Regions from separate parts of the Sus scrofa genome. Here all the other regions are linked to region 1. The links are chromatin contacts, called in public HiChIP or PLAC-seq maps. All regions are on one chromosome and are shown on one strand. The core of a region is the stretch at or near the end of the contact, and the rest is flanking DNA. Distances in the headings are between cores, read along the strand shown. Region 1 overlaps DOCK4 (dedicator of cytokinesis protein 4). Region 2 overlaps DOCK4 (dedicator of cytokinesis protein 4). Region 3 overlaps DOCK4 (dedicator of cytokinesis protein 4). Region 4 overlaps DOCK4 (dedicator of cytokinesis protein 4).

Region 1 (7,287 bases), core at 2,733-5,232:
TTCTTGTCTACGTATTGTTTATTTCCTCGTTGCATTTCCTGGACTTTTTAAAACAGTTGTTTGTCAAGATATTTTAGACTTACAGAGGAGTTGCAAAAATAGTACAGAAAATTTCCATATACCCTTCACCCAACTTCTCCTTATGGTAACATCTTACATAACCATAGCACATTTATTGAAACGAAATTAACCTTGGTGTAATACTGTTCACAGGAAACATATTTGGATTTCGCAAGTTTTTCCAGTCCTGTCATTTTCTGTTCGAGGATCCAATCCAGGATCCCTCACTCCATTTTCCGTTTCCATGCCTCATCTCCATAACCTCATATGTGTTCTTCCCTCCCCCAGGGCTTTTGTATGTATTATTTCTTCCATATAACCTGTCTTTCTCTCCCTTGCCTGCCTGGCAAGCCTCTTACTCTTCATGACTGAAGTCAGATAGCCTGGTTCCCACAAGGCTTTCTCTCTCTTCCCTGGCAGAGCTGGAATCCAGGGGCCTTTATCACAGCTTTGTAGTCAACATTCGCAGATGAGTGCAGAGGTCAGATGAGTCACACTCTCATGGGCAGGGTCCGGGTTTATTTCCTTGTTGCATTCTTCATGTGAAATTAAAGGACTGGCAAGTAGTAGGAATTTAATGAAGTGTTAATAATGACATTAAGGATGACTATCGTATTGGAAGAATCTCAAGATGGTATTTTGCTGCCCCAACTGTTAAAATCAATCTGGTTTTGATTAACTGGTAACACCACGTTCCACCTGGATTGTCTAACTTACGGTATTTTATAGTTTAATTCTCTACTTCCTGCAAGTTACAGACCCCTTAATTTGATTAATATACTACAAATATCTGTACCAGTTTACACGTGACTAAGTTTCTCATTTATTTATCTCAACACCTAGCTTCTGTTATTGCAAGCTCTTATAAATATCACGTTTCTGGAAGACTGTCTATGACTGCTCATTGCATCTCTTTCACGTGCCTAACACACTGGTCAAAAAGTAGTCCAGGGCCTGATACCAACTGATTTTATTTTATTTTATTTTATTCTGTTTTATTTATTGGCCACACCCATAGCATGTGGAAGTTCTCAGGCCAGGGATCAGACCCAAGCCACAGCAATAGCAGTGGCAGATTCTTAACCCACTGTGCCAGCAGGGAACTCCTTGTACCACCTGATTTTAATTCCGGGCAAAGAGGTAGACCGTGAGCCACATACTATATAATCTCAAAGACCATGGAGGCTGCCACTGCTGCATCAAAGCCTGCGCTTTAATTCTTCCCTAAGAGTCTGAAGGAGCACATCTCTCCTGTCAGATCTGATTTTGGTCTTGAGTAAAGCAGAGGGCTGGCTTTCATGTCCCTCTTCTCTAATGTGTAGTAAATTAACTTCATGCCATTTTAAAATGACTTGTGCAGATCCCAGCCTATCAAAGCAGGCACAGAGAATTGTTCTTTGCTATGACAATGACATTGTTTTGTTCCCACAGTCCAGCAGCAGCCTCAAGAGGCTGTGGTCCTGTTGCCTGTCTCTCCTACAAAGAATGGCTCAGTTAATTGTTCCCTCATCTCTCTGTCATCATACATCTGCCGTGACACCAGGGACACTGTAGCTGTGTCTCTGTCTGTCGCCAGAAGAGAGAACGGTGCCTTTTATTCTCCTCTCCATATTGCCCTTTTCCGTGCCTGCACTGGATTTGATGGAAGAAAATCATCCTTATGCCAAAACCAAATCAGCTGAGTTAAAACTGTTCCTCAGAATGCAAGTGATCCATATCTAACCACCCATCCAGCTCACGGGTCTAAGTGGATTTTGCTGTGGTAGCAAAACTATCTCTCAACTCTCTGCAGAGGGAGTTGCAAAGCTGCAGGTTTTTGATGTTGAGCCTGCCTTGCTCAAGATTCACAGGTATTCAGACACCCAGCCACAACCTTAAGTACTGATATTTCCACTTCAAGCACAGGCGGTGCCAGGCTGTCCTTTACCACATTCGTTTCTGTGACTTCACGGCTCTTAGCCCTTCCCATGGGGGAGACTGCTCATTCTCATTGGTTTCCTCTGGTCTGTGTCCTGGTTCCAAGTCATACTTATCGTACAGACCCTTCTCCCACCTGCGGGAAGAACATTTGAGGAATTTCTTGCTGACTTTTCCTCACTCCCTGGCTGGTGAGCTTTGCATTTTCTCTTAAGAGTCTGGACAGGCTTTTGGGTTTAAACCCTTGTGACACCTGCCCCTGCCCCTACCTACAGGCCTGTCTTCTGGAACCCATTTCTATTATTTGCTGCTCTGCAACCTCACTTCTTGTCTGCAGGTTCTGCAGTTTCTCTCTCCTCGAGGGAATGAACCGGTGATCTCTTAAGTCATCTGTTGGGGTCCCAGGCTCTGCTGTCATGCCTCCTCTTTTCCTCACTGCTCCTCCTCCCCTTGGCATCCAGATCACGTGACCCCTTTCACTCCCTAGATGATTCTAGGCCATAGACAAGTCACTTCACAGGAGGACTCCTCGGCTGCCGATTGTGTTTATTGGTACTTTTGTTACAGGCAGGTATGCTAAGAAGAATGTCTTCTAATAATCTGATTCTGCTTCTCTAAACATGTTAGGATGTTCTTAAAGATGGATTTTTTTTTTTTTTTTGGTCTTTTTAGGACTATAACTGCAGCATATGGATGTTCCGAGGCTTGGGTTGAATTGGAGCTGCAGCTGCGGGCCTCGCCACAGCCATAGCAACTTGGGATCTGAACCCTGTCTGCAGCCTACATCACATCTCATGGCACTGCGGGATCCTTAACCTGCTGAGTGAGGCCAGGGATCAAACCCGTATCTTCATGGATACTGGTTGGGTTCATTACCACTGAGCCATGATGGGAACGCCCCCAAAATTAATTATTTTTAAAAATAATGAAACTACTTCAGCTGCACAGACCACTCTCTCTCCCAGGATATCTCCCACAAACATACCCTATTTTTTGAAAACGAAAGTCGGCATGGGTTGCGGGGGTGGGGATATCTTTTTTAGCCATACCTGACATTTAGTATGTTACCTATAATCAATCAATTTTAAATTTGATGTAGCAAAACTCAAAACTTGGTTAAAACAATAGTGGAAGAGCAATTGTGGTCACAACCACTATGTTGTGTAGTAGGTGTGACCACAAAGTTTGGTTCAGGTCCAAGCTCTGACACATACCAACACTGTGACATTGAGCAAGTCGCATAAGCTCTTTGGGTTACAATATCCCACCTCATAGGATTATTATCTGAATAAGAAAATACAAAGTGCTCAGCCTGACGTTTAGTAAGCCCTCATGAATGATGGTTGCTTGAATTGTTTTTAAAATCTCCAGAGTTGTGTGATGTGTTAAGGATGCACATGGAAAACCTCAGAGGACAAGAGAAGATAAGCAATGAGATTTTCTGTGTAATTTCTGCCTGCCCCATTTAAGTTCCTCAGAAATAGATTAAAATTCTAACCCCAATACCTAGCATATGGCCTTGATTCCTACTGGACAAAAAAAAAAAAAAAAAAAAAAAAAAAAAAATCAATTCTAAAGCTTTGGTAAATATTATATCAAAAGGTTCATAGAGACCAAAGGGTGATTATGTACTTTACTGAATTGATGGGTAGAATTCCTGCCCCCTCCCACTTCCTCCCCACACCAATACTAAGATACACACAACACACATATACACACACCAGTTTTATTGGTGGAAGTTCTTAAAATAACTTTTCTATCCAAAGTGATGTTTTATTAGTTGTTGTTTTTTGTACTTGAATAAGGGTGATAAGAGTTTAGCTGTGAGAAGCTATCAAGGTGTCATACCTCAGAACCAGAGAGACTTTGGTGCTGCAGTCTTGGCCCCCACAGGCTGGGGGAGAAGTAAAGTGAACAAGAACAGATGGCAATGATCAGGTCATCAAGATTGGCCCCAGTGAAGGCAGCCAGGACTTGTGGTTACAGTGCCCCCTACAGGCACAACACAGCCATCGCGTCTTCCATCACAGAAGTGGTCAGTCCCTGACTGCCAGTTGAGCTCCACGAGCACAGCAAGCAAGAATCCTAAGACGCTTTGAGAAGTGCTCAAGAGCCAGGCTGTCTTTGGCGGGGGCAGGGGGTGGGTACGGGGAGAAGCCCTGTCTCTAGGGGCAGGACTCCTGTGAACAGATGGCGCATACCAGACCAGAGCATGCAGCTCCTGGGGAGGAAGCCTGGAAATAGCGAGACAGTGTCCAGACTGGGTTTGCACGAGCCTCCTGTCCCAAAAGGAAGTAGTGGTTCAGCCTACACAGCACAAGTCAGGCTGGGGATGGCAGACCACAGCATGTTCCTAACCCCACAGACGAGGTCCAGACAGGAAATCAGGTTACTGAGGGGCCCTGTGACGCATGGCTTGCTGTCCTCCAAACCCTGATACCACTGAACAAGACCAAGGAAAAGGGAGACAGTGTCTCTGGGTTCCAGAACACTACTTTGCCTAAGCATTTTTTCTGAGGAAAGCATATGACGTGTTCACTTTATAAATGTTCTTTAAACCATACATACATTCTTCTGTCTAAATGAAATATCTTGTAGTAATAAAAGAAGGCATTTGGAGTCATAACATGAGAAGCAAATTACGGAGGCTGTTTGTTGTGTTTCTTGGTACTCCTGTTGGTGGGCAGGTGTGCTGGGAAGAACATCTTGTCATATCCCAGTTCTCCATCTCTGAACATATCAGGTCTTTCTTAAAGATTTACTTTTTATTATTTTTTTTAATTTTGTAAATCACACCAAGTAGTCTAGAAAGCCAGAGGGATTCCCTGCTTAAATTCCTACCTGTTACTGAGACACTGGCCTTGAAAATATACAAAGTTTAAGAAATAACGTTCCTAAAACTATATTAATTTATACTCAAAATAAGCTAAACTATACCAGTTGTATATCTGTTAAAATATTTCTTCTCAAAGTTTTAACTTAAAATCCCCTTCATTACAAAAGCAGTATACAGATAAAAATAAAATAAAAACAGCAGACTCTCATTACCCAGATGAGATGTTTTTTGTCTTTTTGCCTTTTCTAGGGCCGCTCCTGCGGCATATGGAGGTTCCCAGGCTAGGGGTCTAATTGGAGCTGTTGCTGCCGGCCTACACCACAGCTCATGGCAATACCGGATCCCCAACCCACGGAGCAAGGTCAGGGATTGAGCCCGCAACCTCGTGGTTCCTAGTCAGATTTGTCAACCACTGCGCCATGACGGGAACTCCCAGATGACGTTAACTGTTAACCCCTTAGTGTATATCCTTCTGGATGTTTTCCTGGATGGACTTTTTTTTTTTTTTTTAAACCCAAATGATATGTTTTTAATTGACTTCTGAAAAGAGCAGTTTTAGTTTACAGTAAAGTTGAGAAAGTACAGGAAATTCCTGTCCACTCTCTGCCTCCACACATTATCAACATCCCTCCCCAGAATGGTCCTTTTTTTTTTTAAACCAAGGATGAACCTACATTGAATTTCATCATTACCCGGAATCCACAGTTTACCATTGGGTTCACTCTTGGTTTTGTATCTTCTGTGGGTTTGGACAAATGTATAATGACATGTATTCATCGTTATAATAGCATACTGCCCTATACAAGTCCTCTGAGCTCTGCCTAGTCTTCTCTTTTCCTTCTCCCAACCCCTGGCAACCACTGATCTTTTTTACTATCTCCGTAGTTTTGTACTTTCTAGAATGTCACATAGTTGGAATCATATAGTATGTTGACTTTTCAGATTGGCTCCTTTCACTTGGTGATTATGCATTGCGATTCCCCCATGTCTTTTCATTTATTTTGAGCACTGAATGGTATTCTAGTTTTCTGGATGTACAATAATTAATTCCTTTGTTCATGTACTGAAGGATATCTAGCTTGCTTCATTCTATATATTTTTTACATATCTTTATTTATATATATTTTTAGTTTACTTTTTTTGGTCAGTTATGGACTTTTCCAATCATTAGTTTTTATCTCATCCAGAACTTATTTAAATTTCAAAAAAAAAAAAAATCCTCTTTAGCGTGTTTATCCAAATCCAGGACCACTCTGTTATATCTAGCTATTTCTCTCTTAAATGTTGTTTAATTTAGAACAGTCCTTTTTTCATAAAACTTGAAGAGACAAAGCCAGGCATCCTATGGCAAGTGCCGCCTTCTAGATTTGTCTGGTTGCTTCCCCGTAACGCTCAGCACGTTGCTGTCCCTCGTATTTCCTGTGAAGTAGAAGTTGAATCTCTAGGTGTAATAGCGTCAGGTTTCCACCGCTTTGGTGAGAAGGCAGTACAGATGATGATGTGTTTCTCTGCATTGCCCTGCAGTTGAGTGCTGACCTCCCCGTCCCCCCACGTGCAGCTGTATTCGTCCCCTTGCCCATTGGAGGTCACTGGTATGTTGCTACATTGGCATCATTTGAATGTTGATTTCCTCATCAACACTTCTCCTGCTGGTTTTAGCACTAAGTGACAATCCTTGACTCAAGGAAGGATTACATTAGGGATAGGAAACAATATTTTTAAAGTTCATAATTCCTTTTACATTTGTTGGCTGGGGCATTTTCTGTACAGTAGACATTTCCCAACATAGGGGGGCTATTCAATTACCCTGCGATGCAGAGTCCTCTAATTGCCAGTTTTCAAAGTAAGGAGTTAATATCTGTCTCAGATGAAATGTTGGAAGAATTTAAACACTTTTTTAAAATGCCACAGCCACTGCAGTGTGATTTGAGCACTTTCAATGTATCAGGCACTATGTTTAAAAGCCTTATGTAATGTAATTCTTATGACAGCACAGTGAGCTTTTAGAGATAGAAAACAGAAATCCCAAGAGGTTAAATAACCTGATGCAGTTACTCATGTGGGAAGTAACAAAGATAAGGTTCAAACCCACAAGGATCTGAGTCCAAAATCCATGTGTAATTCCTTGTAGACATTTGCATTACATTTTACTTAAAAGCCAAATTCTATTTGTAATGATATTTGGAATATTTCCCAGTTCATAAATGCTAGAAATGGATATTATGATTAATAATTCTCATGAGGTCTCTCCTCCACCTCCCCCCCTTTTTAAACTATTTTTTTTATAGTGTGAAGAAAACACAAATCTTCAGGATACTACCCGCTACCTCAAACTTCCCTTTTCCAAGGGCATTCTCCTGGGGAATAATAATCAAGCTATGAAGGCCACAAAGGAGTCTTTTTGGATAACATCTTTTCTCTGTTCCACAAAACTCACACAAAATGGTAACGTATGATACTGGTTTTTATTTTCA
Region 2 (7,287 bases), core at 1,336-3,835, 180 kb before region 1:
CAGCGATCTGCTTTATCATAATAACCAGGGTCATTGATAAGAGTTTGCAACAGGGTTTTCTGTTATGTACAGTTTTTATTTGTACCTTTGAGAACCCTGCCAACAATCCTAACTTTGAACTTGCTCATTCTGTACCACAGATAACCCAGTTTTAGGTAAGGATAAATGAATTCTAGATGTGGACTTAAGGCCTTCTCCTGGGAAGTGAAGCATTTTCATGGCTACTTTGGATACTTGGTGAATTTCTTTTATTTTCCTCTATACAATTTGTTCTCAAAAGAATCCTTGATGTTGTCAGAAATTTGACTTCTGGGAGTAAGAGGTTAACCACAGTATGTAAAGGTAAACCTCTAGGAAACAGAGGTTAATTCATTTTGTTACACTAACTGGGTCATGCACTATGCTAGTAACTCTAGCTTTTCAGATTCTAATCTTACAGAACAACAGGGGCAAATTGCCTAGTCTCTGGGTACTTTGTGAATGTAACCAGTGGAGATGATAAATATGAAAGCTTGAGAAATTGTGATGTAATCAAATATCAAATAAAATTATTGTCAGTTACTTTCAAATCATAGTAATATAAAATCCTGCTAATTCCTAATTATTTTGCCCTAGATGTATTGAAACTCACTTTAGTGCAATTAATAGAGAAAGACTTTGTCAAAAAAATTAGTGTTAAGAACCTACTGAAAAAAGTACATCATAAAAATTAGAACATTTGATTGGGAATATAATCAGTGCTAATTATAATTAGTGCTAATTTCAAGTATGCTTAATTTGTTCACAAAGCAGACCCAATGGACTTTAAATTCACAATCTCCATAATGAATTAAAAGTAATAGTGTTTTTAAATTTAAATATGTTCTACAATAAATCGTATTTTCTTCAAAATTTATTTTTAACTAAATCGCATGGATAGGATTTTAGCATGTTTACAAAATTATGTATTTTTTTGAACGCAAGAAAAGCACTACCCGTCTCATGTAGTTTTGATATGAAATGTCTCAGTAAGGGATGTGGTGATTAGTATCCTTCTCTCCCTTAACGTGCTCGCTCGCTTGCTCTCTTTCGTAATAAACCCTTAAATGTATTAAATGTAATATAATTTAATTAGGAGAGAGGTGGAGTTGCCACTCTCTGTAGGTGCCTCACTGTCTCTGTTAGCTACGGGTATAACTTAGCAGTACATTCTCCTTAGGCTTTTTCAGCATCTTAGAGTAAGAAAAAATTGTTTTGTAATAAACTACAATTAGGATGTTTGATTTGATGGGAAATCCCAGCCTGCTGAGGGCTTTCCAATGTTGTCATCCCCCAGTAGAGATTTAAATAAAAAAAAAAAAAAGGTAGTTTTTCTAACCACAGAAACCACTGCCCCTATTTCTAACCATTGTTTTGTTCCCATCATCACTGTGGAATAACGAATGCCTACCTAGCATGTTCTCAGTCTTCCAGACCCACAGATCAGGGTGTGGTGATGGTTATTATTTTCTCTGCTGACATTACAATTTAGGGGAATTTCAGGGTAAAATATCCTATTTTCGAGATCCCACAAAGCATGGTTCTCTTGGCATAGATGTTTCACCTTAGTCATGACATAGGTTTTTTAAAGGAAGTTTGTCAGTTTTCAGTATTTTATCATTTATTGAGGCTGTATTCCATGCTGGGCACTGTGACAGGGACTCTATATGGGTAGGAATCTCCTTTAATTCCCACAACTCTCTGCAGAGAGTGTTCCTCCAACACCATTGGATGCACGAGGATGCTGAGGCCCAGAAAGGATGAGCAGCCTGCCTAGTTTGTCACGTGGCTGTAAGAAGCAGAGCAGGGCTCCAGCTCAAGTCTGTGTCCCTGTAGAGGCTGTACCCTTGAGCATGATGCCATGTGCCACATTACCCTGTGATCTGCCTCCTTGGGTCTTGATGCTTGTGCATTATGACACCTCGGGTGGTTTCCCCTCTTTTCATTCTTGAGTCCCAAGTTCCCCGTTGCCATCTTCCTTTTTGGTCCTTTAATGGGAAGAAGCATTACATAAACCTGTAATTTAATAGACCTGTGTTAAACATCAGCTGTGTGAGGAGAACTGTGTCAGAAACTGGAGCGACAAACATTTTGGTTTTCTCGATACAGTCTAGAAAACATTTGAGGTAGCTGATAAAATACATCAAATAAAAAAGGGATTGAAAAAAAAAGTCTCAAAGACCATGAAGATAGAATGAATTCCTTCCAGGGGACCCTCTAGAAGAGTTCCACTTGCAGAACATTGTTTCGTGTTCTTTGTCTCCCTGGTCCATTCTGCAGAACAGAAGGAAAACTCCCATTGGCGCTTTCCATCTTGGACTTCTTAGGGCTCTGCCGTCAACTTGAGTGTTGGGTTCAAGCCATCCTGATACATGACCTCAATGACCAGCATCTCCTAAAGACTTTGTAATGTGCAGAATATTTTCACAAGGATTGTCTTGTTTGTTCCCTATAACTTTGAGAAGCAGCAGTCATACCGAAACTGAGTCACGTTAACACAGCCGGCCCGCATTCTGCCAGGCTCCTCCAACCCCACTGCTTCCTTGAATTATCCACTGGACTTGCATTCTTCTGACTTGGGGTTCCTTTTTCCTGTTTCACTTCTTCTTTCGTAGGCTTTTAGCAGCACCCCCACTCCCTTTAACACCGCAGCAATTTTGTTACTGGTTTTACCCTTATCTCATCAGATGGTGCCCTCTCATCCATGGTCTAGGGACCACTTGGCAGACCCTCCAGTAATGGACCTCCACAGTTATTTTTATTCTTTAAAAATGTCTTTTATATTGTTGAACACTAGCTAGAACAGGAGCTTAAATCTTTTTCATTTCTCGTATCCCACAGATCGCACAATATAAATTTTTAGTGACATAGATATAAATGTTGTTGAAACAGCAAAGTATCTTACTGTCTCCATCCTGTTACCAGTGTGTAGTATTCAGGTGATGGTGGCTTGTTTGTAGAGCTTGAGCAAAATGTTCTTTGACAATGGACATTTCAAATATTTGTATATTTTGGCTGTGTAAATATTCCTGGAGCAGAGGATTTGTGTTATCTGTGCCTAACAGAAATGAAAACAAAAATCTCCCACCAGGTCTGTCTTCCTTTAGCCACATGGGAAGTGATGGTTCTACAAGTTGCCAAATGTGCATGGCTGATCATAACCTCCTCTTGAGCAGTTTAAGCTGGCACCGGAAATCTGAGATATGACTGAAGGATGTGTCATGGAGGAAAAATTTCTGAAATGTTGTTTAAAACAAAAAGTAACAGATACATAGCATTTCCCTATCCATGTTAGTGAACCTTCTAAATGTAAAGGGATCTTTAAATTTTTTGTTTAAAAAACATTTTCAGTTACTTTGAGTTTTGTGCACATTTAAGTAAAGTTGCCAGATTTAGCAAATAAAAATACAGGACACCCAGTTAAATTTTAATTTTAGGTAAACAACGAAAACATTTTTTAGCAAAAGTAGATTTCCCATGCAATTTGGGGGACCTTCTTATACTAAAAACTTACTCCTTTTTTTTCCCCCTGAAATTCATGTTTAGCTGGGCATCCCTTATTTTATCCGAAAATCCTACTTTAAAAAGTGTTTAATGATCTATATTTACCTAATATGTAAGATAGAGTACTTACTCTTTTTTAAATGTAAATAATGTTTACTAAAGCAATTGCTCTAAATTTGGTTCTTTTGATAGAAATTTAAGTTAGAAAACTAAAGAAGTGTAAGAGTTTAAATCTGAAGTAACTGCAATTTGATTACATTAAAACGAAGCACAGGGATCTCCAAAATAGGAAAGTAGGATTTATAGTTAATATTCCATTTTTACTTTCCTTCAGCATTTCCCCATTGCTCCTTATTCTGCCCTCTGGAGGCTCTAGAAAATAATGAAGAAGATGTTATTAACGAGAGCCAGCACTTGCTGAGATCAGTGACACGCTAGGCACTGTTGTTGTATTTGTCTTAATTTATTTAATCTTTACAACAGCCTTATGATTTTTGTATTGCAAATTAGGAAACTAAAGCAGAGACATTAATTAACTTAACCAAGCTTATCTCTCTCTCAGCTCTTCAAGTATTTTCTCCTTTGTAGCCTTTAAGTTTTCAGTTCCTTCTTTCATACTTTGTGGGACAAGGGCTCCAGACCCCTCTCTGTCTCCGTTCAGCTCTGGGGTTGCTGAGGTTTGCCAGTGCCCTTGAATGTGTTATGGCCAATTTTTTTTTTTTTTTTCTGTGTCTTTTTAGGGCCACACCCACAGCATATTGAAGTTCCCAGGCTAAGGGTTGAATCAGAGCTGTAGCTGCCAATCTACACCATAGCCAGAGCAACGCAGGATCTGAGCTGTGTCTGCGACCTACACCACACAGCTCATGGCAACACTGCATCCGTAACCCACTGAGTGAGGCCAGGGATCAAACCCGCATCCTCATGGGTACTAGTTGGGTTCGTTACTGCTGAGAATGGCCAAAATTTAAAAGGCCGTGTCACATGTCATGTAACTTACAAGCAGGATGCAATGGGATTTTTAATGGCTCTCATACTGGATACTGTAATTCTCATAGTGGCCCAAGGATTACATGAGATCATGTGTTTGTTTTTGGGGTAAATACACTCCCACAGAAAACCATTGCCTCACACTGAACCCTTAGACAGGCAGACTTTCTAGGGTGTCTGCCTACACACAGTGCAAATAAGTCAAGTGTCCCTCAGTTTGTACATGTGCAGTTTTGTTTTGTTTTTTTTATTTGTATAATTTTTAGGAAGTGTTTTCCTTTACTTCACGCTTCTTGCCTGGTAGTCATCTTGTATAACGCTGTATAATATAACGATGGTAACGACAGGAGTTAAGAGCAGAGACCTGGAGTCTGCGGGAAAGCAGGTGCATGATGTGTGAGCGCCTGCATTCATCCTCACCCTGGACCATCCATAGCCTCTTCTCAGGTGGCTCACGTAGCCATAGTCGAGTGACAGCAGCGTGTATCTGCTGTTTGACCATATCATCTTTGGGGAAGACGGTGGATCTATGTGACAGCATTTTTTTCTCGCTAATAATCTGACAAACTCTTCAGTCTCTTTCCTTTGATAATCCGCAGCAATCTTGCCTTCTCAGATATACTATCCCTGAATCACCATGTCATGCTGTGCCCTGCTTGGAGCTCTAGTTTCTCCCCGATGATAAAACTGTTAATCATAATCCTTTGCTCATAGTAATCATAGTGGGAGAGACTTAATAGGAAGATGTCCTGAGCAGTTGTAGACTATTTCATGCTCGAAAACCTACCAGCTCTAGTGGTTTTAGATATAGGTGGGAGCAGTATATATTGAGAGAAATGGGGTAGAATGTGAAACAGAGGGCATTTCTCGTATGTTTGAAGGAACGCTCTGAGTTAGGTACCAATTAATTCAGCATCTTTTAATTAAAAAATAGAGGAGAGATCGGAGTTCCCTGTGGTGGCTCAGTGGAAACGAATCTGACTAGGAACCACGAGGTTGCAGGTTCAATCCCTGGCCTTACTCAGTGGGTTAAGGATCTGGTGTTGCCGTGAGCTGTGGTGTAGGTCACCGATGTGGCTTGGATCTGGCATTGCTGTGGCTCTGGTGTAGGCTGGCAGCAACAGCTCCGATTCAACCCCTAGCCTGGGAACTTCCATATGCCACTGGTGCAGCCCTAAAAAGACAAAAGGCAAAAAAAAAAAAAAAAAAAAAAAAAAAAAAGAAGAAGAAGAGGAGGAATTTTCATATGCTGCAGGTTTGGCCGTAAAAAGAAAAAAATATATAATACATGGTATCACCATTCATTATAGAATGCTTATAAATGATTTATTACTGAAAGGCTTTTTCTTTTTTTTTTTTTTTTTTTTTTTTTTGTCTTTTTGCTATTTCTTGGGCCACTCCCGCGGCACATGGAGGTTCCCAGGCGAGGGGTCAAATCGGAGCTGTAGCCACCTGCCTACGCCAGAGCCACAGCAACGCTGGATCCAAGCCGCATCTGCAACCTACACCACAGCTCATGGCAACGCCGGATCGTTAACCCACTGAGCAAGGGCAGGGACCAAACCCGCAACCTCATGGTTCCTAATCGGATTCGTTAACCACTGCGCCACCACGGGAACTCCTGAAAGGCTTTTTCTAAATATTTACTTCATCATTCTTAAGTACATGGCAGTATTGATTTATAATTTTCTGTTTTGTAAACAATATATTTTTTAAAGACTTGCTATTTTCTACAAATGTTCAAAATATTTTTAAGCCATAAGGAGTATAAACTAAAGGATGTTCTAATTTGGTTCCCTTTTATATAGTTTATTTTTCCCACAGTGTAGATAAGAATACCATTGCATTTTTGTCCTTAATATTTACAGGGAGGCTAACTATGCAGCATTTTTGGGCTAGTGGGATATTTGTCTAATTCTTGTAGCATTTTTCCTTTCAGATAGCTTAATTTACTATGTAATCATCCATGTTGGGGATGAGGAAAAGATATAGCCCAAAGGTCACTTTTGTCAGAAAAGGTTTTTTTTTTTTTTTTTTTGTCTTTTTGCCTTTTCTTGGGCCGCTCCCACAGCATATGGAGGTTCCCAGGCTAGGGGTCCTATGGCAGAGCCACAGCAACGCGGGATCCGAGCCGCATCTGCAACTTACACCACAGCTCATGGCAATGCTGGATCCTTAATCCACTGAGCAAGGCCAGGGATTGAACCTTCAACCTCATGGTTCCTAGTCGATTCGTTAGCCACTGAGCCATGACGGGAACTCCAGAAAAGGGGCATTGCTCTTGGGTTTCCCACTTTTGACGACCAACAGACATTAACCTTATTTGTTGAATATCGGTTGGCGTTCAATCGCTCTTTCCCTGTCCCATTGACTTTTCTCTCCCTGTTTCTCATTTGGCATCACATGGAATAAAATCAAACGTAACTAACTACTCTATTTACCAGATGCACCTTGACTTTTATGTTTAATAGATTTCTTGGAGAAAAGAATCTTCAAACTATAATATTTTTGTCGTATGCCATTGGAAATAAGACTTGTAGTTGTCAACCTTTAAGAAAGAGTGTATTTAGTCATCTCTTGATTAACCGTGGTACTTTTTCCCTGAAAAATGATACTCTGTACAATGTTTAGCTCTTACCTATATCATACACAGAAAAATGAGACAAATTGAGCAGTTCGAAGCTTAATTTCAGTTTTAAATTAGAAATGAATTTTTAAAAATTTCATTTGGTTTCATAAAACCCTGAACAGACTTTTCTTAGAATTTAGGACTTA
Region 3 (7,287 bases), core at 1,491-3,990, 160 kb before region 1:
TTCTTTTCGTCTTTGAAACTTACTTTGCTTTACACAAAGTGCATTTCACAGGCAGAAGAACTGGATGATCATTAGGCTTTCCTTTCAACTCCTTTAGGTTTGATAATTTGTAAAATATCAAGTTGGCAGGAGGAGAGATATTGGTCATGATTGATTATCAGCATTATTGTCAGGGATGAGCACGTATTAGTTAAGAGCAGAGTAAATGATTCCTATCTTATTGAATGAAAAGTGAGTGAATGCATGAATAAATGAATGAATGAATGAACAAAAGTACCTTGCAGCCAGATCTGGGTTCAAGTTCCTGCTGCGCTCCTTACTAGTTGTGTTATGATGATTGCCCTGAGTTTCAGTTTATTCATCTACACTGTAGAATTTTACTTACTACCCAGGTTTGTTTTGAGGATTAAATAAGCTAACTTATGTTAAAAAATTAAATGATGCTGGTCTGGTTTCTGTTGAAGCATTCCAGAAACATTTCCATCACCACCACCATCATCATCACTTTATTCTCCCCTTGGAAATTCTCAGTGAAGATGAACATAACAAAGACACTGGAAAGTTCTCCAGCAAAAGAACCTCTTGACATTAAAAAAAAATCATATGCGCCTTTTTTGAGTGTTTGGGATATTATCATCTTCCCAGACTGTTGCACCACGAAATAAAATTTGAGAAAGGCTACTATGAATTATGAATTAAAGTTACATTCATAATTCTTCTGAAAACTTTAGTGTATTTATTTTTAAGACTTCTTAAGTGGCCAGAGAGAGTTTAAAGGCTTTGCTTGTGTGCTGACCCTCACTGAGTATCATGGATGGCTGGGATAGTGGAAAGCAAGTGACAGGAGTGCTGGTATGTGGCAGGCCCTGGGCTCAGCTCCCTTGAAGGAAGGCCTTGCTGGCAGCCCATCTCCTGGGCATCTGTCTTGAACTCCCTCATGAACCAAAGCCTGGCACTCGGAGACAGGTTTTTCCAGTGTGGTTCTCATTCCCTTTGTGACGGTGACTCTCTCTCATGGTTTCATTCTGCCACTCTCGGTGTGACCCACTTTTGCAGTCCTCCAGGTGCTGGGCAGGCCAGCCAGGGCAGGATGTAGCTGTTCCCCGAAGGATGCGCAGCAGTCCCTTCTGTCCATGGGCTGTAGCCTCAAATCCATCCAAAGTGGTGATCATTGAAAATGTCAATGCACCCAGGTGTGATCATCTCTTTGTAGGAAAGACGCCGATGGGTGGGGAGAGGTGAGTAGTTTTTAACTCCATCCATTCCCTTTTATTTTGGAAAGTGTTCATTTGTGTGAAGTGAAGGGATGCAAGAAGAGAACGAGTGGTAAAGTAGGGCTCGAGGGCGTATTAACAGTCATCTCAGATACCTCCTTATCTTACGAACTCAAGCCATTTTTTCCCAGTTAGATTGTGCTTTTGACCTTTAAATGGCTTAAAAATCAAGGAGGTTCATCTATTCCTTTTCTCCATAACTCTCCTTGAAGGAGCTGAAAGTGAAATCTGCTGTCTGCTGAAGCTGGCAGCCCTTTGCAGATGTGTTTTCTCTCTGCGCAACTGTGAAATGCGTTTCATGAACTTGATGTTCACGAAGCCTGTGAAGTTCCTAATTTGAATGCGATGATCCTTTTAGCCCCTACCTTGGAAATGATCTTAATTCCTTTCTGTTGTAACCAAGAGTTTTTCTAAGGGTTTCTCTTGAAAGTTAAAGAAATTCTTAATTTTCAAGAAACATTTTCATTGGCTCTTAAATGTATTCTCTTTCTTCTGAGTTGTGTAGATTTTGACAGCAGTAGTTGTGAGTGGTTCTATTGGAACAGAGCTCTGTAGGGAGTTTGGTAAATGCCAGTATCTGAAAGGGAGGATTTCTTAATATTTTAGGTACAGCCACGGGAAAACATCCACATCCTCATGTCTGTAACTGCTGATTAGCTTCCAGGTCCCATGGTTTTCATCATTTTTTTCTTTTGATGTGTCCATGTTTATCTTAATTTTTATTATTAATGAAAAATTATTGCTTCAGTCAGCTACCTTTATGAAACTCTTTGAGGCGATAGGATTGGTTAGTCAGAGCTGCATATCTAGAATTCTCTTTGATTAATTGTATCATGATATCTGATGCTATCACTTTTGCTGCTAAATGAAAACAAAGGTAAATGGAAGATGATTGTTATCATCACATCTTGATTTGATACGTGAACAAGAATGGGTTCCTTAGTTGTGCTGTGATGATTTTATATTCACTGAAGTGAAAAACTCTGAAATGCAGTGAAACTTTATGAATGTGAAATTGTTACATGCATTCAAGAACTATTATTGTGACTTCATTCGCCTCAGAACGTCCTGAGTGGTTGAAACAAGATTGAACACCTGAATTTTCTGAATTTAGGCCAGATCAGACTAGGAAACCCCTGGTGTCCTCAGAGTGGAGCTTAATCTTTTAACCAAACAAGCTTTTCCTTCAGCGTTTTGACCTGTGACTTGGAAAGAACTTGTTTCCTTGTTCCTTTCTGGCCTGGAGTTCTTTGCCCTCACTTCCCAGTTTCCAGGACCGAGTGATCCTTGGAGAGATAAGAAGAGGAAGAGGAAATAGCCTTTGACCTTTGTCAGTATTGCCCCATAGAACCCACTTCCAGATCTGGCTTTTCTCTTTTCCTCTTCTCTGCCTTTCTTCTGTCCTGCTTAGTCTGCTGTCTTCTTACTCATGATCTGTCTATGTTCCTTATAATGCAGCAAACAAGGCTGTAATCAAGGCTCTTGCCTCACTGAAGCTCTGAGAATTGGTTACATGTGGCCTTTGCCCAAGGGACTCCATATTCAGTGTGTTCATGATTGATTGGGTTAATGAAACAGGGAGCAGGTGACAAATTTAGTTTATGGAAGCCCCATTCAGGATTGTAAGCATTTGAAAGGGCTGAAAAGACATACCAGAGATTCTAATCAAGCAGGGTGGCTTAGAAGAAAGGTCACAAATGAAATTTAATGTGAATTATGCTAGGGTGGGTAATTCATATTATGAAAATAATTTAGGCATGTGACATTCGGTTGTCACTTACTGCTTTTGGAAACTTCCTGGAGTAGAGGAGGCTGTGCTTGCTAGTCTTTATAACAGAGGTTTTAATGATTTATTTTTAAAAATTACCTAGACCATATATTCTAAAAAAAACAATTGTCCATGGTAGAGTGAAGAGAGAGGAATAAGAAGAGGGAGGAGATGCAAAGATAAGATGCTATCACTGCTACTGGCCTTCTTTTCTCTCCAAGGACCTGTCCACACACTTTCCAAACATTTCTGCTTCATGTAATTCAGACAGTGTCTTCTATATTAGTGAAACATGTCTGGTAACAAAAAATCAGAGTCTACACTTACAAAATATGTATTTTCGTTTATAAGTTATGGACATGTACTGCCTGCTCTTATTTAACATAGTAAAAGTGCCTCCAAAACACATGTTATGAGATAAAGGTAAAATAAACTTGATTATTTAATTTTGATTAATACTGTAAAGCCCTTTTAATCATATACAAAAATAGAATTTTAGTGAGAGCAGTGTGATTAAATATGCTTCATTTGAAGGTTAGTTTCCAAGAGCTTTATTATCTTTGGCCTTATTAGCTTTATATAATTTATGTACAAAAAACTGCATCTGTTTTAAAGTATGTAGTTTAATGAGTTTTTTCTGAGTAGTTTGTTCTGATATCTAGTTTTCATAGCTTATACCTTAGAAACAAGGTATAGTTAGGACACAATTCATTATTGGTGATAATGGGCATATAATCCATATTTCACAGTTTTCTTTATGATTTCAGCCTGGGTTGCAGAATTTGTTGTCACCCTCTTATTTTTAGATCTGATTAGCTCGTCAATTTTTACCTATAACATACGGCTGATTAAGGTAAATCCATAGGAGTGTCAGTTTTACCATTCTGTTTGCTTGCTCGTGCTCATGTTATTAGCGCCATCCTTAATCCATGTTTTCTTTGCAGGAATCTTTTTAAGCCATTTGCACACATTTGTAAACGAATTCAGTTAAACTGATGTAATCTTATTTGTAAATCCACTTAGTCAGGCCCAGGTGCATGGCAGCCTTTCACCATATGCTGGGAGTGAAGAACTGTGTGGACCCTTCCCTCTGGACGGAACCCCCTCTCTTCTCTCTCAGCGCCTCACAGCTCCAGTCCCATGTGCTTTAGGGCATGCACCAGTGAGAGGTCAAACAAGACTTTAGGAGAGCTTACCTTATTTTTAAGGTAAAGCCATTACGTATATCATATCATACACATGCAAAGAAATGCTAATCCATTCTCCGTGCCTCCGTGGCTCATCTTGTGGACCTAACTCCATCAATGGTTGTCAATTTGCTGTTTAAAATAAAGCCACCCCCCACCCCACTTACTTCTTGCACAGTGGCCAATTATGTAAAAATACCCAGAGCTGCTGTTCCTGCAGCAGCAGCATTGAACGGCTGAGATCTGTCTGATCGCACCTGCTTCATTCCTTTTCCACCTGCCTCCCTTCTCCCTCCCAGCCTACGCTAGCAGACCACAGTTTAACTCAAGATAGGAAGGGAAAAGTTGTCTCTGATCTTAGTATCAGATCTCACTCTGCTTCTCCTTCGATGTCTCTTTGTTTTTCTCTCCTGGATCCTAAGATTCTTGTCAGCGATCACATTTCCCTCATGGCCTTTCTTTAGGAAGAGCTTAGCGCCAGCTCCATCTTTTGTGCTAAGTGGTACAGTTCAGTTCCATCTGTTACCTCTTTTGCAGTGTATGGTCATGCATGGGATACACTTTTGATTCCAGGCGATTCCTGCCTTTATCTTGCTTTTATACCTTGATTTTCCTTTGCTTCATATTTAATTTATATTTTCTTTTTATATTAAACACATTAAGTGTATCTAACTTCTCATTATATATATGTGTGTGTGTGTATGTAAGTACATATAATGCTATATATGTGTGTGTGTGTGTATATATAGTGCTAAATAAATGGTAGATAAGTGAATTCAAAATGGAGTGAATGACTTAGGCTTGATTTGAGAGAAGGCAAGTAAATCCAATGTTACCTGAAAAATTTTTTTTCTCCCTAAAAAAAAAAAAAGGAAAATACATCATTTTTTATTTCTTTATCTTGTAGATTTGGGGGGGTGGAGGGGTCAGTAATTCCAAAGTTCAGAGGCTCATTTAGAAAAGCAGACCATCCGGGCTCTGTCATTCTTCATTAGAAGTCAGTATAGTTATGACTTCTGTGTTATTTTGGCAACAAGGTCAGGGGTTTAATGCTGGGATTACTTGGAAAATGGAGGTCGTTTTCTCTAGAAATTGGGGTCAGTTGTTGTAGGGACAGATGGAGATTTACTAAGGTATGTAATAGATCTTGTTATTTTGGAATTGGAAAGCAATTTTAAAATAACTTTTATCTGAGGTCAAGATTTTGTGGTCTCAAACTAGATGCCAAGCGAGTCATTATTTCGTGACCCAGCTCCGAAGTGGAGGTTCTTGTTTTCTGAACCTCCCTGTTGTGAATGCTTTAATTTGCTCAGTGGTCCCATCGGAGGGGTTCTTGCAATTTCATACACAGAGGGAGGTACAGAAGCTTGGAGGCTGAGCTCTTGGACGTTTGTTGCTGGCCCCCCTCCGGGAGTCAGTGCCCCCTCTTCTGGGACCAGCTCCCGTCTTGGTTTGAGATTTGTCTTTCTTTACTCCTAAGTACCCAAGCGCTTGGGATAGATTCCAGCCCAAGGGATTGACTCAGGGTGTGATGCTGATGATCTTGCCCTCGATGCCTTTCCCTCAGACCTTTCCCCTACAGGCTCTGACACATATAACTGGTTTTGCAAGATCTAGTCATTGCATGCATACCATCGAGTGGAAAAACGAACAAAATTCTAGATAAGCCATGGAAACAAATCTCCTATTTTATAGTGTAAGTTGAGGATTATCAAATGTTTGGAAAAGGCCTTTTTTTGTTGTTATTAGGATGTTTGTGACACTTTGTAATTAAGCTGGCTGATGCCTTGTTGGGTTGCACTAGCTGGTGGAACTTTCATGAGACAGGGCAAAGTTACTTTTTGAACGTTTGAGAAATAGGGATCGGAATAGGAAGGAAATGAGTGGAATCTTTTTTTTTTTTTTTTCTTCCTCACAGAAAAACCCCTTTAAAAGTATGCATACGGATTAAGTCGTAAAAATGAAATGACCAAGGGTGTTTTTACCTGCATTGTGGTACGGTCTGCAGCAGTAAACTCTAATTATGCACCTTGCTTGTCCTTCCCTTGAACTTCAAACCCTTGAACTTGATCTGAGGAGTAGGCTATAAATAGCATGTGTCTTGCATGTAGCCAAACATTGTACTATAATTAGTGAGGTTTATGGCTTGCCATTGCCTCTCCAGAATGATGGCTGGTCAGTAAGAATCAGAGTTTTTATTAGCACCGGGCTTTGAATGGTTAAGAGAATTGAGTCTCTTTCTATATAAGTCCTTTGAAGTAACAATCATGGAAGTAAATAAACAATGGGCAGGGGAAGCTGTAGCATTTAACGGGCTTTTCTCTTGGCCTTTTGACTCCTCTAGGTTTGGTGATATAGAAAGCAGGGCAAGAAATTGGCATCATATGGGGGTAGGTTCTGCCAATTGATTCTAAAACAAATGACTTTGTATGTGGTATGAATTACATCAAGTTCACTGGGCTTTAGCTTGTAAAGCTGTTAAATAAGAATGTTGAGAGGAAGAATGAATTTTTTCAATATTAAGATTGAGGAGGAGTGTGAAATCAGTGCAGGGACATCTCAGAGGGAGTGGAGGGAGGGGGTGGGTGTGTAGTCCAGCTGCTGCTATGGGGAAACTGTAGCCATTCTTGCTCCTGGGTGAGTGGGAAGCAGCAGAGCTTTTTGTGTAACAGTGCAGGGATGGGTCTAGGGCGTTATGACAGAATGTGGAGATACAGGTGGCCAGTTGATAAGTTTGGGAACAGGTCTGACCTAACATAGGGCTGGTGATCCAGCACTGAAAGAACATGACCTTGTTATGAATTTCAAAAAAATCTAGCAGGGAGAGCTGTAGTCCATTGTATGCCCCAAAAGGGAATCAGAGGGGACATAGGAAAGAATGTTGAGTGATAACTTAAAATTCTACTGAATGCAACATGTATTTATAGAACTTTCTTTGACAGGAATATTGGAATTGGGATGTTAAAGGAGTTCCCTGGTGGCTTATGGGTTGAGGATCTGGTGTTATCACTGCTGATGGCACGAGTACATACATAATGTAAATACTTAAGGATATAGA
Region 4 (7,287 bases), core at 1,914-4,413, 130 kb before region 1:
TAACTAGATCTTTTAAAGGCATTATCTGGCAATTGCAATTCAGCCAGTTACTTACACTGAGCTCCTCCTAGCAAGAGGAGGTAGTTCTGTGTTCGGAACAGTAGGGTAGCCTTTTTCCAACATACACCGATCAAGCCTTTTGGTGCACCCTCTGGCCTCCATTCTGCCAACAAAATGCTTTTGCTCTCGGGAAAATAGTATGTTGTCACAGCGTTCTAGGAAGGTTGGAATCCACTTCTTATCTTTGCTGTAACCTATTAGGTCGTCACCCTAAGAGAATGAGGACACAGCTCTGTGTATATTACTGGAGTGGGCAGGGAAGGTGGCCAGAGAGGAAGTGACACTCTTAGCTGAATTAAAAATGATTTAGCATAAAGCAGGCAGTGAATGGGCTGAAGGCTGTTCCCAGCAGAAGGACCCACATGAGCCAGTAGCATTGATGAAACAGCATCATGAGTGCGAGACCCTCTAGGGATCTGATGATACTGATGCAAAATAAAGGATGGTGAAAGAGGAAGTGTCACGGTGAGGCAGGCAGCTGGGCTGGGCCACAGAGGATGAGAACGTGATCTTAACAGTTGGGGAGCAAGTGGTGCTGCCGAGGGCTTTATGCGTGAGAGACCTAATGAGCTCAGCTTGGAGCACTAGAATGGAGGGCATCGCATCAGAGGTGCTGAGGCAACAGGCAGCATAAGGGTGGCTGAAAAAGAAGTTTAGCATTCTGGTAGAGTATGTTATCCTCTCCTTAGCTAGTGTGTTAACTGAGCACTTTGAACGGAGACAGCAAGGCCAAGAAAGATCCAAAATAAACAAACAGTGTGTCACTACTACCCACTTGAGACGAGAAGCTGGGTCTGTTTTTTTTTTTTTGTCTTTTTGCTATTTCTTGGGTTGCTCCCGCAGCATATGGAGGTTCCTAGGCTAGGGGTCGAATTGGAGCTGTAGCCACTGGCCTACGCCAGAGCCACAGCAACGCAGGATCCGAGCCGCGTCTGCAACCTACACCACAGCTCACGGCAACGCCGGATCGTTAACCCACTGAGCAAGGGCAGGGATCGAACCCGCAACCTCATGGTTCCTAGTCAGATTTGCTCATCACTGCGCCACGATGGGAACTCCCTGGGTTTGTTTTTAATTCTTGTCCTCCTCCTGGGAGTCTCTGAGCTGGGTGTGATTTCACACGCATGGACTCGAGCTGAATTGGAAGCCCTGTGAGTGCTTAGGGAACTCAGGTGAGGCTAAAGTAGGAACAGCAGCTTTTTAAAAATCCATCACTGGATCGCTAGCCCCTCAGCACGGTGCCTGGCATATGGGCGGTATTGAGGCAGTGTCAAGGATTCGGCTTATGTCAGCACTTGGAAAACATCTGTACTATCATCAGTGTCACTAAATGCTTTAAGTTGGTCTTCAACATTTCAGTTGATTAGTGCTTTCTCAATGACCAGCTGTGTTATGCAAACCAAGTTTCTAAACTTGGAGATTTGGTTATTTTGTAAATGTATTTAGTAGCATGAAATACTGAGGAAGGAGTTGTATCACTTCACTAATTTTGTGAAAGATTTTGTATCACTTTGCTAATTTTACATTACACGTGGCTAAGGATACAGGTCTTGATGGCAGCCCTGCTCTGAAGAGCAGAATGTCTGAAAATAACCAATGTCAATGTTCAGTGGAGGAAAAGATTGTGTTATTTTGAGCAGAGGTGTGCCATGATCTGCCTTCGGTTTTAGAAAAATTGCTCTGGCGGCCCTATGGAGAATTGACTCTTTGAAAGTCAAGGTCTTGGAAACAGGGAGAGCTTTAGGAGTGAGGACAGTAATCCAGGCTTGAGACAATGGTGGTTTGACCAGGTAGGAATTGATGCAGAGCCTAAGAAGTGGCCAGAACTCGAGGTAGACTTTACAAATAGAGGACAGGATTTGTTGATGGGTTGGCTAAAGAATATAAGGGTAGGGAGGCAAGGATGACTCCCAGGTTTGGGCCTGAGCAGCTGGAATGGTGCAAACCATTTCCTGAAATGGTCGGCTGACACGGAACAGGTTTTGGATTGTGGTGTCGGAGAGTGTGGGAAAGAGAGATTGAGTTCCTTGTAGGAGTTCCTGTTGTGGCTCAGCAGTAACAAACCCAACTAGTATCCATGAGGACATGGGCTTGATCCCTGGCCTCACTCAGTGGGTTAAGGATCCGGTGTAGGTCGCAGATTTGGCTTGGATCCTGCTTTGCTGTGGCTATGGCGTTGGCTGGCAACTGCAGCTGCAAATAGACCTATATAGAACTCCCATATGCTGTGGGTGCAGACCTAAAAAGACCAAAAAAAAAAAAAAAAAAAGTGTTCGAAGGAGAGATCTCAACTAGATAGATCAGTTTGGGAGTCAGCATTTAGATGATAAATAAAGCCAGGAAGCTGAGAAAGGTCTCTTGAAACATGTGGATTATATACTCATTAAGTGTTTAAGGCAAGTTGGTTATTTTTATGAAGTCATTATATTAGAAAATTGAAAGCACTGTATCCTCGCTTATGTCTTTCAAAGATGTGCACATAAGTAATCCTTCTTGAAGATGAACCAGCATGTAAATGATAAACATTTTCTCGCCTCTGAAAGGCGTAATCAAAGCGGTTTAGGAAGGAAAGCTATTGGCCAGCCATGGCTGTCAAATCAAGGGGAAGAAACACTTGCATGTGCTGGTATCACTTGGTCTCCTGGCTAGCCGTTAGCAACATTAAATATCAAAGTTTTACTTTGTAATGACATGAAGAGAGCTGGAATATAAATTAAAGGATAAGGCTGTCTTTGAGAATTATTTTTGCTAATTCCTCAAAGGCACATCCTGAATCGACAAGTTGAGGGGTTTTTTGTGGATTTTCCACTTGCAGAAATAACAGCACACCAGTTACGTATTACCAGTATTCAGGGGCTGGGGCACAGAGTGCCTGTCTCTCTCTCGTTCCTATTCTAGTGGTGAGATTCCAAGGACAAAGTCCGGGGGAGGGGGGGGGAGGTGTAAAAAAGCCTTCACCACTACTGATGTTAAAGATAGTAAGCGCAAGAGCCTAAGGTCTCTGTTCTCAGATTGAGAGGACCTGATGTTATCTAATGTTTCACTTTCTTACTGAGCAGTAAATGCCAAGTCTTGAGGTGGGAAACAGAGGCCTTTGCCATGTGATCTGCAGCAGGAACTCGGCACCAAGTATGTGTCACAGCTTCCCGGCTTTGACTTCCTCCTGCCTGCCTCCCTCCCTCGGCTTCTTGGAATGACTCTGGAAATCCTGTCAAGAAGACTTCTTAGAAAAGGCTTCCCTTTGATAGAAGTTGTACTTTATTTCTGGGGCAATCTGTGGGCCGTTCGCTTTGAGTGTTTATTAATAGAAAATTACAGCCAGTAAATCTCAGAGGTTGGAAATTCAGGAAGTAAACATTCTTTGATGTGAACTACTTGCCAGGTAGGAGAGGCAACAACTGTAACGTGTAACAGCTTAAATATACTGACCGCGCAGGTGTGCCAGCCCCTGTGCTGAACGCCTGCCCTGTTCTTCGTGGACCCAGAACCCTGTGGAGCAGATACTGGTATCTCTTCACTGTACAGGTTGAGGAAACTGAGGCATGACAAGATTAATAGCTTGCTTGAGGGCCCTTGGTGAAGAAGTGGCAGACATGGGATTTGCACGCACCTGTGCAGAAGTCCAGGTGATGCCTGTCCTCCCCTCAAGCAGCAGTAAGCCCAACGGGGACATCCATCTGCCAACCGAGGTTGGGACTCTTTCAAGCTTTGTGACCTGAAGCACATGACTTCCCTTGTCTAAACTCAGCTTTCCTCCTCTATGAGATACAAATGGAGGTGCCTATGGCAGAGAGCTGGTGAGAAGAGACATCGTGATAGGTTTGTGGCTGCTCTAGCTCAGTACCTGGAGCAGTGCCCAGTCTTTAGGAGATCTTTTTTGGTTTTTTGTTTGTTTTGTGGTAGGTGGATCTTTAATAATCATTTACTGAGGCGGTGACTCTCATGTGCTGAGCACATAGCATAGCATCTTCTGGGGGAAACCCAGGTGGGGACAGAGGAGTGTTGCATGTGAAGAGAAAAAAGTAAAACTCTATTCTAAGGGTTTCTCATAGCATCACGGTACAGACTGGCACTAAGCAAAGTGCGCCCCTGCCAATAGCTAGTGGTCTTTCTCAGCTTCCAATTTTGACATTAAGTAGCATAGATAGTCAAATACATATTTTATAAAAATAGGAGGTCATATGCCCTTAGCATGCTGTGGGGCTTTCTAGAGATTGTCCCACGTGCCTGCCCTGTAGTCCGCAGGTGGTGAAGACCAGCTGACTCTAGGGAATTAGCAGGTGCTCGGCAGGACACCGGTAAGGAAGAACTGTGGTCCTTTTGTGTATAGTCATGTTTGGCAGATAGGAATGGCTTGGGAATTGTCTGAGGAACTATTGGACCAGAACTCTCTGGTGCAGTAAGTAAATTAAAAGACATAGATTTTAAGAAAGCTATGAAAAGATGCAGGAAGTTTAGCTTACTGAGTAGATTTGGGGGAATTTGTGGAGATGATGATGAGATCCTTTGTGGATGATACAAAATGCTTCAGATGACAGCCTCTAGGAGTTGGATTGGTCTAACTGTTGAATTAGTCTTGCCTGTTGAAGATGTTACACTCCCTTCTGGACTGCAGGTAGCCTAGGGTTTTCACTCTGTTTATGTGGGAAACCTACCTATGAAATTCATGCACTGCTTGTTTCCTTTTCTAAGCTAGTCAAAGGATTGACAGGATTGATTTTTTTTTTTTTCCCCCACTCATTTGTGATGTGTATTTGCCCATTTTCTTCACCTGGGTGTAGGCCGCTTGAGGACAGGTGCCTGGTCTTAACATCCCACATCTCTGGGGCTCACCTCCCCTAAACACAGCAAGAACTAACAAGTAATTTTATGAACACACAGAATAGATTTGCCCAAGTCCATGCGCTAATGCTCATGATACTCATTCGAGTGGTTTAATGATTCTCTTTCATGTCTCATTCCAAAGGGCTGATTTCTGGACCAAAATAATTGGGAGGACAGACAGTACGATAGTTTTGGGTATCAGCCCTTGTCCTCTGTGTACCCTTGGCGTTTGTCTCCCAGCCTGGGTAGGACATGGTAAGGGGCCGTTTCCCATCCTCACCTGGCCTCCACATTCGGTCTAGTTGGTGCTATTGACCCTTCAGGACTCAGCCTGGCATCTCCATCCAGTGCAGGCTCTGGGCTCTTGACTCTGCAGCCTTGCAGACCTGGCAGGAAGGTGATTCTGTGTTCTCAGTTGCCTTCTGCTGCCCTTTGGAGAGGGAGAGACTGTCTTGAGGGGAGGCAAGAAGGTTGCCTTATTCAGACCATCATGAAATGTACCCGGCTGCCCTTTCTACTCTCTTTTGGCTGCTCTTCTTATTGAGGTCCTGCTCGCAGTACCACAGAGCAGGGAGCACAGACCTTTTTTACTTCGTAATTTCCAAACTCCATCAGGGAATCTGTTCAGCCTTTCTCCCCATTCCTGGTCTCACCCCAGTAGGACACCAAGCAGGTGCTGTGCTTGTATACAACCCTCTGGCTCACCTCTTCCTTTCCCTACTTGCCTTTCCCTCCCTTTCTAGATAGGTAGAGATGTTCTCTTTCCCATTTTGGGAAACCATTCTGCCTCTTTCATGCTTTGGGGTTTGTAACAAAACTCTTGGGTTCTCCAGATTGTAGTCTGGATATTTAAAGGACCGCCTTAGGAATTTAGAAAACACTTCTCCCAGTAAAGCCAAGTCCTTGTTAATGAAAGCCCTGGCGGATGGAAGCCTGGAATTTCACAACTGTTGACTAGGAAATGAGCCACGCCTGTTTGGGAAGTGGAAGACCGATCACGTCTCCTTTGTTTTGTTGTCCCCATGATAACAATGTGACTGCCTCAGTGGGAGGAGGGTAAGGAGCACCGGAAATTACTGGGAATAAAAAGGCAAATGCTGCTGTGTAAACACTGTCCAGCTAGAGAATCAAGTATGGACCTGTAAAGCCAAAAACTGTCCTCCCAGAGTTCCTGAAGTTGAATCTTACCGGTGACAATATTCTGTTGAACGACAGGAATGGAGAGGGCAGAAAGAGAGTGAGATGTTCTTTTTTGATTGTAGCGAGTCAATGCCAAATGTATAAAACTACACTGCTTTATAGACCTTAAAGTCCTAGGACCTAATGTCCAGAGATAATATTCACCTCACCAGGCTCTTATGAACAGAAATTACCATACCTTCTCATTATTTTGTGCTCCCTGCCTCTATTTGCCCAGCATTTGCTCATTCATTGAATTTCTTTTACTCATAGGCTACAAGTGGCTCTTGGGCATGGAAAACAAAATCACTTTCAGCCTCTTTTCAGTCTCACGTGATCTTGTAAGGTCCTCGGGTTTGAAATACTGAAGCTTTGATCATGTAAGCCAAAGGCTGGTTTTCAAGAAATGATTGACATCTACTCATTTCCCGAAAACAAGCATAAATCCGAAATTTGATTTTCATGTGGCCAGGAGGTGCATACTTCAGACTCGATGACGGTCGTCAGGGATTCAAACTAAGATGGGTTGGTTGGTTTGTTTTTAACAACCAGAAGGTCCTGCCATAGCTAGGGAATCATAGGAAGCTGAACTTTTTCACCTTGGGGCTTGGAGACTCACGCACACACTAAGTAGCTTGACATATGTGACTTCCAGCAGGACCTCACTCCTCTTTGGGAAACTGACGGAATGATTTATTATTTCTACTTATGTATCAGGAGCTGAAAAAGGCTCAGTGTTATAGCAAAGAAAGAAAAATAGTAGCTTGATGGACGGAAGGATAGGCACATTTTAACTCCTCTGTTTTGATGTCCTTTTTGCTTACTGTGTCCAGATTGGGGTAGATGGTGGGGAAGAGACGATTGAGCAACAAGACATCTCTCTGTGGTGCAGCTTCAGCTACAGTGTAGCAAAGTTTTTTCCCTATAACGTTGGGTATTTTTAACTGTGTAGTTCCAATTTTAAATTGGCATTTCCTGGCATGAAATAATTTCGTCCTACAAAAGTCTCCTACATAAACAAACACAAAGTTGACCTTGCTGGCTGTGCATGCTTTTAGAAAGAACTCAAAGAAAAATGCAGAATTTTTTTAAACTACATTTTCTAGTAGGCAGATCTGCTCCTCTGGATTAATTGAAGATGCTGAAAAAAACCCCAAAAAACCACAAATGTTTAGTGCCCAAAAAGACTTTAAAATTGAATGATTGAAAACTCTTTGAAGAAAT

The links. HiChIP or PLAC-seq counts read pairs in DNA pulled down with a chosen protein or histone mark.
Region 2: an H3K27ac HiChIP or PLAC-seq map of alveolar macrophages shows a contact between it and region 1. The contact joins two enhancer-like sites. A contact is called at or near these places in 2 of 47 Hi-C or Micro-C datasets (embryonic fibroblasts and liver) and 1 of 2 datasets of contacts at active chromatin or transcription factors (alveolar macrophages).
Region 3: an H3K27ac HiChIP or PLAC-seq map of alveolar macrophages shows a contact between it and region 1. The contact joins two enhancer-like sites. A contact is called at or near these places in 2 of 47 Hi-C or Micro-C datasets (embryonic fibroblasts and heart right ventricle) and 1 of 2 datasets of contacts at active chromatin or transcription factors (alveolar macrophages).
Region 4: an H3K27ac HiChIP or PLAC-seq map of alveolar macrophages shows a contact between it and region 1. The contact joins two enhancer-like sites. A contact is called at or near these places in 2 of 47 Hi-C or Micro-C datasets (both in liver) and 1 of 2 datasets of contacts at active chromatin or transcription factors (alveolar macrophages).

The regions. Positions count from the first base shown.
Region 1 is chr18:33,718,564-33,725,850 of Sscrofa11.1, forward strand. DOCK4 (dedicator of cytokinesis protein 4) reads left to right here. Exons shown (of 54, transcript XM_021079277.1): 17 at 7,102-7,258. Among named protein-coding and RNA genes, the nearest start is that of IMMP2L, 280 kb to the right of the region's middle. Within about 2 kb of position 3,983, at least 14 of the 83 cell types and tissues checked have an H3K27ac peak or open chromatin away from gene starts, as enhancers often do. A contact at or near this core is called in alveolar macrophages and liver, where this site is marked.
Region 2 is chr18:33,541,021-33,548,307 of Sscrofa11.1, forward strand. All of the region lies in intron 1 of DOCK4 (dedicator of cytokinesis protein 4), which reads left to right. Among named protein-coding and RNA genes, the nearest start is that of DOCK4, 120 kb to the left of the region's middle. Within about 2 kb of position 2,586, at least 9 of the 83 cell types and tissues checked have an H3K27ac peak or open chromatin away from gene starts, as enhancers often do. A contact at or near this core is called in alveolar macrophages and liver, where this site is marked.
Region 3 is chr18:33,558,766-33,566,052 of Sscrofa11.1, forward strand. The region is part of intron 1 of DOCK4 (dedicator of cytokinesis protein 4); the gene reads left to right. Among named protein-coding and RNA genes, the nearest start is that of DOCK4, 140 kb to the left of the region's middle. Within about 2 kb of position 2,741, at least 8 of the 83 cell types and tissues checked have an H3K27ac peak or open chromatin away from gene starts, as enhancers often do. A contact at or near this core is called in alveolar macrophages, where this site is marked.
Region 4 is chr18:33,588,683-33,595,969 of Sscrofa11.1, forward strand. The region is part of intron 1 of DOCK4 (dedicator of cytokinesis protein 4); the gene reads left to right. Among named protein-coding and RNA genes, the nearest start is that of DOCK4, 170 kb to the left of the region's middle. Within about 2 kb of position 3,164, at least 20 of the 83 cell types and tissues checked have an H3K27ac peak or open chromatin away from gene starts, as enhancers often do. A contact at or near this core is called in alveolar macrophages and liver, where this site is marked.